2 separate regions of the Pan troglodytes genome follow, and region 2 is linked to region 1. A link is a contact called in public HiChIP or PLAC-seq data. All regions are on one chromosome and are shown on one strand. The core of a region is the stretch at or near the end of the contact, and the rest is flanking DNA. Distances in the headings are between cores, read along the strand shown.

What was found. HiChIP or PLAC-seq counts read pairs in DNA pulled down with a chosen protein or histone mark.
Region 2: a contact with region 1 is called in an H3K4me3 HiChIP or PLAC-seq map of stem cell-derived excitatory neurons, with 4 times the contacts expected there. The contact joins the promoter of RBM5 here to the promoter of CDHR4 in region 1. A contact is called at or near these places in 1 of 7 Hi-C or Micro-C datasets (stem cell-derived neural progenitor cells) and 1 of 1 datasets of contacts at active chromatin or transcription factors (stem cell-derived excitatory neurons).

The regions. Positions count from the first base shown.
Region 1 is chr2:53,834,012-53,839,812 of NHGRI_mPanTro3-v2.0_pri, forward strand. It overlaps CDHR4 (cadherin related family member 4), which reads right to left and starts at 3,017. Exons shown (of 19, transcript XR_010155202.1): 1 at 2,868-3,017; 2 at 1,176-1,230; 3 at 659-849; 4 at 406-568; 5 at 238-329. UBA7 (ubiquitin like modifier activating enzyme 7) reads right to left here. Exons shown (of 24, transcript XM_063805783.1): 24 at 2,970-3,089. The coding sequence ends at 3,062. INKA1 (inka box actin regulator 1) reads left to right here and starts at 4,635. Exons shown (of 2, transcript XM_001166131.8): 1 at 4,635-4,862; 2 at 5,600-5,801. The coding sequence starts at 4,806.
Region 2 is chr2:54,116,156-54,122,105 of NHGRI_mPanTro3-v2.0_pri, forward strand. It overlaps RBM5 (RNA binding motif protein 5), which reads left to right and starts at 4,252. Exons shown (of 23, transcript XM_009445525.5): 1 at 4,252-4,916.

The DNA.
Region 1 (5,801 bases), core at 1,767-4,266:
AAAAAAAAAAAAAAAAAAGAACTCAGCCCCTGAGATGTCCTGTGGGAACAGCCATGGTCACTGGGGAGTGAGCAGCCCTCAGCAGCTCTCTCCAAGAACATACATCATGTAGAGGCTCATCTATGCCTCTGCTGCAAGGTTCCTCTTCAGGCTGTGCCTGGCCAGGTGGGGGTTAATTTATTATCTCCATCCCCCCACCCCCATCCTGTCACCCACCGTCCCATGTTCTGGGCTTACCTGCGCTCCGTGGAGTTCTAGGCCTGGGAGGAGCAGAGTGTACAGCCGAGCCCCAGGTGTGACTGTCTCTGGCACCTGAATCATTTCCCCAGCTGGCCAGAGTGGAGGTCAGGGAGGATCTGTTCAGGCCATGCCTGCCCCCACCCTGCCGGCTGCCCCTGGCCTCACCTGGGCTGGCAAATTGACCAGCACACTGGATATGGCTAAGGTCCCGCTGCACATCCACAGAGAGTGAGCCCTCCATCACATGGTTGCCACATGTGAACTTCAGCTGCAGCTTGTAGTGGTTCACCATCAGGGCATCCAACCGAGCAGAGCTGCTCAAGGTCAACTGGGGTGGGTGGACAGTGCCATGTGGGGCTTGGAAATTTTAGGTCTGCCCTTGTGCCCCCACAGTCCCCAGCTGTACACATGACCGTACCTTGCCCACATAGGTCCCTTGCCACCTGGCCAAGCTGGGTGGGTTGAAGAAGGTGGTGGGTGGCTGGACATTGAGCAACTCCAGGGTGGGTGTGGGCATGTAGGAGGAGCAGTTGAAGGATAAAAACTGAAGGATTGTGCCAGGCCCCTGGCTCTCAGAGACATTTATAAAGCAGGGCAGGCTGCAGAGGTCTGTGAAGAGCAGAGAATTCAGGCTGGAGGCCCCCAGGCTGATGGAACCACACATACTAGCATAGTCCTATCCTTTTGCCACAGGGCCTGGCCATGCCATGGGGCCAAGCAGCTAAGGCCTTTCCTTGTATCCAGCATCCAGCATTTCACAGATGGGGAGTGAGAACTTGACTGAGGAAGTGGCCAAGAGAAGGGGTGAGGGCCAGGGGTTCAGATTCTTACACTTCCCTACCTCTCCCCCAATCCCTGTCCTCCATGGTAGCTTATCTGGGAAGGGTCAGGACTCCAAGGGAAAACTACGGTTCCCCCACCCACCACCTCCTCACCAGAGACCACCGGAGCAAAGAGGAACACGAGGAGCCTGAGCAGCACCATGATGACCTGAAGACACAGACAGCAGAGGAGGCTTCAGAAAGCTAGGCTGTTTGTCTGACTCACCCTGTTGCCAGGTCAGTTGCTCAAACATAGCTGGGCAGACGGGACTCCTGGGCCTCCCAGATTCTATCCCCACCCATCCCTGGTGACTGAGTTCTAGACCTCTGGCAGGCTTCCAGAGGCTCAGAATATCCCATTTTCCATTGCCCCCATTCATTACAACTCTGAGGGCATGGAAGGGGAGGAGGATTAAGGTTCAGATGAGGAAACTGGTCATGCAATCCGTGGAGATAGAGCAAGCACAGCACCCAGGAAAATTTGGCCCAGGACCTGCTACCCCACAGAGTCTCAACTCCAGCTGGACCCCCTCCATTAGAACATTATCTGCCTATAAAAAATGAGCCCAATCGTCAACAAAATCTCTCAAAACTTGCTGGGTGTGGCGGCTTACATCTGTAATCCCAGCACTTTGGGAGGCTGAGGTGGGAGGATCGCTTGAGCTCAGGAGTTCAATATCAGCCTGGGCAACAAAGTGAGACCCCATCTCTACAAAAAATTAGTTGGGTGTGGTGATCCAGGCCTGTAGTCCCAGCTACTCTGGAGGCTGAGGTAGGAGGATTGCTTGAACCCCAAGAGATCGAGGCTGCAGTGAGTCATGATTGTGCCACTGTACTCCAACCTGAGTGACAGAGCAAGACCCTGTCTCAAAAAAAAAAGAAAAAAGAAAAAAAAAAGTTGTCTACATCCAACAAGCAAAAGGAATCCTTTATGATAGAAATACAAATACTGGTTACCGTTGGGAATATCAATTGGATAGGGCACCAGGTGGCATCCAGGACTTGCTGAGGATGTTCTATATCTGGGTGGCAGCTGCACAAGTGTCTACAGATTTTAACATTTACTGGGCTGTAACTTTGAGATCTGTCTATTTATTGTATTTATATGTCAGTTTTTTTAAGTTTTCTGGCCAGGCACGGTGGCTTATGCCTGTATGGGAGGCTGAGGCAGGAGGATCGTTTGAGATCAGGAGTTCGAGACCAGCCTGGACAACATGGTGAAACCCTGTCTCTACAAAAAAAAAAAAAAAAAAAAAAAAAAAAAATTAGCTGAGTGTGGTGGCACATGCCTGTAGTCCCAGTTACTTGAGAGGCTGAGACAGGAGGGTCACTTGAGCCCCAGAGATCGAGGCTGCAGTGAGCCAAGATCATGCCACTGCACTCCAGCCTGGGTGACAGAGTGAGGCCCTGTCTCAAAAAAAAAAAAAAACGGTTGTCTTTATTTGCCATCTCCAGTTCTTCAGTCCTCACTCTCTTCTCCACACACTCTAATCAGGCTTGTCCCTCTCTACACAAAACTGCCCTTTGTCAGGGTTCCCAATGACCTATGCACTGCCGAATCCAGTGGTTTGTTCTTCACCCTCACTGCCTAGGCAGCATTCAATGCTTGCTCCCCTTGGGTCCTGAGTCCCCACATTCTCAGATTTCTCCTGGCTGTTCCTGCTCAGCTTCTTTGATAGTTCTGCTTCATATCTCCCCTACCTCCACCTCATGGAATGTCCCAGGGCACAGTCCCGATTGCTGTCTCCCTCTGACTACACTCATTTCCTCCCACCCCACCTTATCCAGGCCTATGGCCTTACATACCATCCATTTACTCACTATGCCTCCCAGATCCAAGGCTCCAGTGCTGATCTCTCTCCTGAAGTCCAGAGTCATACACCTAGCAGCTGACTCTGCAACTCCTCTTGGATGTCTAACAGGCATCTCAAGGGTTACGTGTCCATAAATGATCATTGGATTTTCCTCTCCAAACCCACTCTTCTCCAGTCTTTCCCAGATCAGTTTATGGCAATTTCATCCAACCAGCTGTTAATGCCAGAAATGTAGGAGTCATGCTTGATGCCTCTTTTCCTGCCCACATCCATGCATCAGCAAGACTTGATTTTAGTTCCAAAACATACCCCAAAGTGACCCCCTTCAGTGCACCTGCCCTGCCCAGGCCTAGGCCCTCCCCTTCGTTGCCTGGATGAAGGCAGGGACTTCCACTCTTATTGCAGAATCCTTTTCTGAAAGCAGCTGGGATTATCAAAACAAGGGCTAGCCCAGGTCATTCCTGCTCAAAGGCCCCCATTGCTCCTCATCACACCAAGAACAAAACCCAGATTCTGCTCTAAGGCCGTTAGAGCCTGGTTTTGCTGACCTTTCCCCTCCTGCCACCACCACCAATCACAGACACCTGGGCCTTCTTTATGTTTGGCCCTGTCCAGCTCCTGTCCCTCGGGGTCTTTTCCCTGGCTGCTCCTTCTGCCTAGAATGTTCTTCTTCTCCTTCTTCTCCTTCTCCTTCTTCTCCTTCTCCTCCTCCTCCTTCTTCCTTTCTTTTTTTTTTTGAGACGGAGTCTCACTCTGTCGCCCAGGCTGGAGTGCAGTGGCGCGATCTCCGCTCACTGCAAGCTCCGCCTCCCGGGTTCACGCCATTCTCCTGCCTCAGCCTCCGGAGTAGCTGGGACTACAGGCGCCCGCCACCACGCCCGGCTAATTTTTTTGTATTTTTAGTAGAGACGGGGTTTCACCATGTTAGCCAGGATGGTCTCGATCTCCCGACCTCGTGATCCGCCCGCCTCGGCCTCCCAAACTGCTGGGATTACAGGCGTGAGCCACCGCGCCCGGCCAGAATGCCCCTCTTCTTGATTGCATCCTGATGTCACCTCCTGTGAGACTGACTTTCCCCAAGCTAGCCCACGGCCCTCATTCCCTGGTATTTTCCTGTTGCTAGTATGTCCAGTCTGTCTGCAGCTACACTACCCTTGAGCCTAGCCTGTGTTGATAGAGCAGCCTCAGCACCGACCCTCAGTCTGCACCTGGTACCGGCAGAGGGAATGCCGACGGTCGCGCGTCGCCACTGGACTCGCGACTAGCCAAGCACTCCCCACTAGAGGGCAGTCCCGTCTAGCTCGGTTGGGACGCGGCTGAGGCCCCGCCGGTGCGCTGCCACAAAGTCCCGCCCTCTCTTGAGTCCTCAGACGGGCTGAACCCCACTTCCATCCCGTTCAGGGAGTGCCAAGGCCAGCCTCATGAATGGGTCCCGTGGGTCAGGCCCCGAGGGTCCACAACCTCTCTGGGTCCGACCATCCGGGGTGCTCTGCCTATGTGCGGGCGCAGCACGGCGCCCCGTGGGAGGGACCGCTATTTCACCATTGAACAAACGGGGAGGATGAGGCCCCCGCACGGAGGCGACCTGTCCTGCGTCACGCAGCAAACGCAGGGTCCACTCAACAGTCTGGGGGCTCGGGGGTCCCCGTACCGACCCTGTCCGGCTTCAAGTTATGACCCCGCCCTTCCCACCCAGAACCGCGGCGGAGTCGGGAGGGACGCCGGATTTTAGCCCCGCCCCCTTTGGCCGCGGGGCCGGGGCGGGGCAAGGCTGCCAGATGTCGGGGCGGCGGCGGCGGGAGCTACGGAGAGCGAGGAGTAGCGCAGGCAGGCGGAGGCTGAGGGCGCCGCTGGCCGGCCCTCCCAGCCCTCTCCGCGCGGCTCCGCCGGGGTTCCAAGAGGAGCCAGTAGGTTCGGTGGGGGCCCTGGCATGGACATGCACAGCGCTCGGCTTGACAGCTTCCTTAGCCAGCTCCGCTGGGAACTGGTGAGGCTCGGGAGCGGGTGTGGTTAGTGAGGACGCGTGCGGGATGCCAGGCTGCCGCCCGGCCGGAACAACAGACGGGTGCGGGGTGGCTCCAGCGTGCCGGTCCGAGGCGGGGTGGGGGCGGCGTGGCGCATATGGCTCAGATGGCCCGCGTCGGGTTTCGGACGGTTGGGAACTGAGCTGAGCATCAGATAACAGCATCCAGCTGGCCGTGCTGCTGGAACGGCGCGGGAGGAGAGAGTGGAAGGGGGACTTCTTTGGGGGCGGGGCATGGGGCGGCAAGGGACTAACGAGGTGCTGGCGCTGCTGTGAACGCCCCCTACTTCAGGCTGGCCTATGCCTCCCTTCTCTACCCCTCACCTAGCAAGCGCTCTTTCTGTGAAAGACGCTTTGGGCTTTGGGAGCTGAATCCCCCAATAGGCACGGGATGCCCCTCCAGTCCTGGGCAGGACCTACTTCCCCGTTCAGGCCCGCAACCCTGCCTGCCTGCCCGCCCGCCCTGGTGGCGGGTGCCGACTTGCCCGGCCCTGCATGCTGCAGCCTGCCAGACTGCCACCAGGTCGGTGGATGAGAACCACACCAGCTTCGAGTGCCAGCACCCCTATGCCTGCCCTGTGCTCACTAACACCCTGCTGCCCAGGCCAGCAGGCCTATCTAACCTTCCTGGACCCTCTGTTCTCTGGGCTGGCCTGGTGACAAGTGATACCTCTCCGACTTCTGCCCTCTCTTCCCCTCAGTTGTGTGGTCGGGACACAGGCTCACCCTCAATGCCTGGTCCCCTGAAGCCAACCTCCCAAACTGGCCCAGATGTGCAGCCCAGCCACCAGCTTAGGGCCTCGGGTGCCTTGGAAGAGGACTCAGTCTGCTGTGTGGAGGAGGAGGAAGAGGAGGAGGAGGAAGCAGTGGTGACAGAAGACAGGGATGCAGCCTTGGGAGGCC
Region 2 (5,950 bases), core at 3,002-5,501, 280 kb after region 1:
ACTGTGTTAGCCAGGATGGTCTCAATCTCCTGACCTCGTGATCCACCCACCTCGGCCTCCCAAAGTGCTGGGATTACAGGCGTGAGCCACCGTGCCCAGCCTTTTTTTTTTTTTTGAGACAGTCTCGCTCTGCTTGCTCTGTCACCCAGGCTGGAGTGCAGTGGGGCCATCTCGGCTCACTGCAACCTCTGCCTCCCAGGTTCAAGCAATTCTTGTGGCTCAGACTCCTGAGTAGCTGGGACTACAATCACGCACCACCATGCCTGGCTAATTTTTGTATTTTTAGTAGAGACGGGGTTTCACCATGTTAGCCAGGCTGGTTTCAAACTCCTGATCTCAAGTGATCTGCCCACCTCGGCCTCCCAAAGTGCTGGGATTACAGGCATGAGCCACCACGCCCAGGCCTGAGAGCAATAATTTAAGCCTACTCTTAGAATAACCCTGTATGGCAGATGCACCTGAATGTGTGTTCCCAACTAGGGAATCTGGGAGTGACCAACTAGAGCTTAGTTCCTTACCTATGATAAACATCTTAGCCCCTAGTCTGTCACATGGAACACGGGACATACAGGAGATTGAGGCCCTGAGTTTTGGGGCAAATGAAGTTTGCTAGGTGGAGGTCATTATGGAGAGAGTATTATTAAGTGAATATGCTATATACGCTGCATGATGTTTGCAGGCGGTTGCGGTTTTCCTGCCCAGCCCACTGGCACTGGGCCATACGGATATGTTTTCCTGTTATCCAGCCGTCACCAGTGGACCATTTCTTTCTTTTTTTTTTTTTTTTTGAGACAGAGTCTCACTCTGTCGCCCAGGCTGAAGTGCAGTGGTGCGATCTTGGCTCGCTGCAACCTCCTTCCCTCGGGTTCAAGCGATTCTCCTGCCTCAGCCTCATGAGTAGCTGGGATTATAGGCACCTGCCACGGCACCCGGCTAACTTTTGTATTTTTAATAGAGACGGGGTTTCACCATCTTGGCCAGGCTAGTCTTGAACTCCTGACGTCATGATCCACCTGCCTCGGCCTCCCAAAGTGCTGGGATTACAGGTGTGAGCCACCACGTCTGGCCACCACTGGACCATTTCTGTACGTAAGGTGGTTCTCCTTTCCAGCCCACTGCCACTGGGCTCTTTTCTCTGTATGTAAGCCCCTAATATAAGGTTGGAGATAAAGTATTCACGGTTTTTGTCATTTAAAGTAATAAAACCTCACATTTCATTTGCTGGCTCTAGGTCTCTTCTTCAGCCTCTTGAACCTGGTTCCTTCCCTTGTTGACATTAATAGGGTTTCAGCACAACACTTGGGTACTGATTAAAGTAAGAATGGGTGTGAAAACTGTCACCCTGTGATGTCCCTGGGAAGTTCCCTGAGGCTTTTGATGCCGGAGCAGAGATCTTCAGTAATTTTCTTCACTACTTTATCCCTAGGGCCTGGCACAGGGCCTAATGATAATGGCACAGGTACTCAATAAATGAATAAATAATGCTGAGCTCATAGATTTATAGAAAATACTTGTCGGATTGAATTTTGATTATATCTCTTCCTTAGTTCATCAAAGCCCATCTTTGACAAAAGAAGTCATTTGGTTTCTTGGTATAGGCAAGAATTCTTCTATACAATTTTTTCTTCTTTATCTTCTAGAGCAATAGATCCCAGCCTGGAACCAAAACATGTGAACCAGTCTCTTCTTTTGCCAAGTGGTAGGAGATTTTTTTAAAAAAAATATGATCATGATTTCATTAAAGAGGGGAACTTTTTTTTTCACATTCAGAAACTAGAAAAGACAATCTTAAAGGACTATCCTTTATTGAACATATGTGGCTTTATTTAAAACAAAGAGCAACTCACTCTGATGTCTTTCTTTTTCTTACATCAGCTACCAGACAGGCCTTTGGCAGCAGAGCTCTGGAGCTCAACAGGCCAATGTCTAAAAGAAGATCAGCTACCAGAGATAATTTGGAGGATGGCACTTACCTATGGATGAAATCCATCTTTTTTTGCCAGGGACCTCTTCAAGTTTAAGAATTATTTTGCAGGCTGGGCATGGTGGCTCACGCTTGTAATCCCAGCACTTTGGGAGGTTGAGGCAGGAGGATCGCTTGAACTCAGGAGTTCGAGACCAGCCAGGGCAACATGGTGAAACTCCATCTCTACCCCAAAAATACAAAAAATTAGTTGGGCATGGTGGTGCACACCTGTGGTCTCAGCTACTCAGGAGGCTGAGGTGGGAGGATCTCTTGACCTGGATAGGTCGAGGCTGCAATGAACCGAGATCATGACATTGCACTCCAACCTGGGTGACAGAGTAAGACCCCGTCTCAAAAAAAAAAAAAAAAGATTATTTTGAGGTTTGTGAATAGCTATATAGCTTTTATGACTGGTGGTAAGCCCAGCTCAGCAAGCACCTCAGGAATACCCAAAGGTGCTTGTTGAACTGCTTTGGGGACAAGGCAGGCAACGGCTAGTGGCTATGAAGTCTAGTGAGTTCTAGATTCTTGGCATCTGCATCATCCATTGTAGGGTTTGCAGTGATGTCATCAATGTTAACTTTTAAATTTCATTAATGCATGTACTCTTTTCTGATATTTTGCATATATGCTTCCCCATAAATTGTATATACTTCCTCTCAAAATACACACACACCACATATATTATATTTCTACCTTTTCATCTATATATGTATTGTGTATATACCTATATATAGATATATACACTGACATCCCTCCACTTATTCTTGAAAGATTTGTTTTCCAGAGAGAGAAGAAAATGGTATAGGCACAGTTTTCTGTAACTGATGTATAACTTTCTGTAACTAATGGTATAGGCACAGTTTTCAATTTGTATGACCTGAAAAATCAGTTCTGGCTGGGTGCGGTGGCTCATGCCTGTAATCCTAGCACTTTGGGAGGCTGAGGCAGGTGGATCACCTGAGGTCAGGAGTTCGAAACCAGCCTGGTCAACATGGTGAAACCCCATCTCTACTAAAAATACAAAAATTAGCTGGGTGTGGTGGCGGGTGCCTGTAATCCCAGCTGTTCGGGAGGCTGAGGCAGGAGAATCACTTGAACCTGGGAGGCAGAGTTTGCAGTGAGCTGAGACTGTGCCATTGCACTCCAGCCTAGGCAACAGGAGCAAAACTCCATCTCAAACAAACAAACAAACAAAAATGTTTGCAAAGCATCTAGGGCAATAATATAGCATCTAGTAAAGCGATCAACTAATGTTCCTCATTTTAATTTATTTTTTATTTTTATTTTTTTTTTGAGATAGAGTCTTGCTGTGTTGCACAAGCTGGAGTGCGGTAGAGCAATCTCGGCTCACTGCAACCTCCGCCTCTTGGGTTCAAGCGATTCTCCTACCTCAGCCTCCCAAGTAGCTGGGATTACAGGTGTGCGCCACCACGCCTGGCTAATTTTGTATTTTTTAGTAGAGACGGGGTTTAGCCATGTTGGCCAGGCTGGTCTCAAACTCCTGAGCTCAGCTGATCCGCCTGCCTCGGCCTCCCACAGTGCTTGGATTACAGGCATGAGCCATCATGCCTGGCCCCTCCTATTTATTTATTTATTATTATTATTATTATTATTATTATTATTATTATTTTGAGACTGAGTCTTGCTCTGTCACCCAGGCTGGAGTGCAGTGGCACGATCTCAGCTCACTGCAACCTCCGCCTCCCTGGTTCAAGTGATTCTCCTGCCTCAGCCTCCCTAGTAGCTGGAACTACAGGTGCACGCCACCATGCCCGGCTAATTTTTGTATTTTTAGTAGAGACGCGGTTTCACCATATTGGTCAGGCTGATCTTGAGCTCCTGACCTCGTGATCCACTTGCCTTGGCCTCCCAAAGTGCTGGGATTACAGGCGTGAGCCACTGCGTCCAGCCTTTTTTTTTTTTTTTTTTTTTTTGAAACAGAGTCTCACTCTGTTGCCCATGCTGGAGTGCAGTGGCGCAATCTCGGCTCACTGCAAGCTCCGCCTCCCGGGTTCACACCATTCTCCTGCCTCAGCCTCCCAAGTAGCTGGGACTACAGGCGCCCGCCACCATGCCCAGCTAATTTTTTTGTATTTTTAGTAGAGACGGGATTTCACCGTGTTAGCCAGGATGGTCTCGATCTCCTGACCTTGTGATCCGCCCGCCTTGGCCTCCCAAAGTGCTGGGATTACAGGAGTGAGCCACCACGCCCAGCACCGGCCTCCTTTTTATTTTTTAGCGACAGTTTCTCGCATTGTCCCCAGGCTGGAGTGCTGTGACGAGATCACAGCTCACTGCAGCCTCGACCTCTTGGGCCCAAGCGAACCTCTTACCTCAGCTCCTGAGTAGCTGGGACAAGAGGTGCACGCCACCATGCTCAGTTAATTTTATTTTTTGTAGAGATAGGATCTCACTGTGTTTCCCAGGCTGGTCTCGAACTCCTGGCCTCAAGCGATCCTCCTGCCTCGGCCTCCCAAAATGCTGGCTTGTGAGTGAGCCACCACGCCACGCACGGTCTCCTTTTGAAGTCGAATTAGACAATGTTTTACACCGTGCCAGTGAAAGCAAACTGTACTCTCTACGGCGCTAGTAGCAAAAGCAAAGAATTATTAACATGCCTAATAGGAGCCCTAAAAACTAATCCAGGTCTGCAAAAGCCGATCGACAACTCTGTAGTGATTTAGAAGAGAATTGCAAGAAATTAACACAGAGCGTCGTAAGTGACAGGATGGTCTGGCGACCACATTTCCCGGCAGCCCTCGCGCAGCCAGGCCGCTTCGAGGATTGGACTTCTCCGCAGGAGGCGGGTGACAGGGGGAGGGGATAAGCGTGAGGTACTGTGGGTAGGAGACGGCCGTCGGCGGAGGCGCCATTTTGTGTAGCCGCCGAACCTTGTTGGAGGTTCTGGGGCGCAGAACCGCTACTGCTGCTTCGGTCTCTCCTTGGGGTAAGTGCGGCGGCTGTCTGTAACGACGGTAGGTTCTTGCCATTTGGGCTGGCCCCCAAGCCTCCCTTGTCAGCTGCCGGAGGCGACTGATCAGCTCCAGCCGGTTCTGTAGAGGGGCTAAATTACCCCAGGCGTTGGAGGGCCGCGCCCTTCCTTGTTGCCAGCTCTGTCAGTTTCCAGAGGGTGTCCAGCCAGCTCAGCCTTGGGCCTGCTTCTTTCTGGCTGTGACTTTGCCCCTTGTGGATACACGTCCCCTAATCTTCAGCCCAACGGAGCAGTGGAGCCGTCGCCTGTCCCTCGGGCACTCCTTGGGAGCGCCCTGGCAGTCTCTGGCCGCCATCCCCCCCTCAACTGCAATTGAATCCCCCTCTCCGAAAAGCTGATCGGTGATCGCCGATCTGCGGGTTTGGAACCTCTTGGGAGGCGGGAGGGGCGTGTGCGGGGAGGGCAGGCCGGACGCTGGAGTCGGTCGAGCAGGCCGTGACGCCGCCATCTCGGCCGCGAGACCCCACGGAGGTGGGTGCCGGCACCGCCCGGGAGACAAGGGGCGGCACCAGTGAATATGCCCCGGGACTTGTTTCCCCCCAGTGGTTCTTTTTCATTTATTAATTTCAACAAATCGTTGAGCATTCGCTCTAGACTAGGCTTCCAGAGACTACTGGAACTGATTTTTCGGACCTCGCGCTCTTCGAACGCGGTCCAGCAGTGTGATGTCTTATTACCAACGCGGGGCGGGGGGCCGGGCTGTTCACTACTCAGTGGTTTGTAGTCATAAGAACTGGCTCAAGACGTGGTGGTTATTGTTACCTAGGAATTAGGTCGTTTCTAGCTTTGCTCTTGTCTTATGCGATACGTTATTAATGTAGTAGATTTCAGTCAGCTCAGTATCCCAGCTTCTACAGGGTTTTACATTTTTCATCAGAAGTGTTTGAATTTCACGTTGCTCCTTGTATTAATGAAGACACTTGGATTAATGTTTTAACGGTCAACTATCCCACGGAGTTGCTTTGATACAAAACCAAGGAGCTGATTGT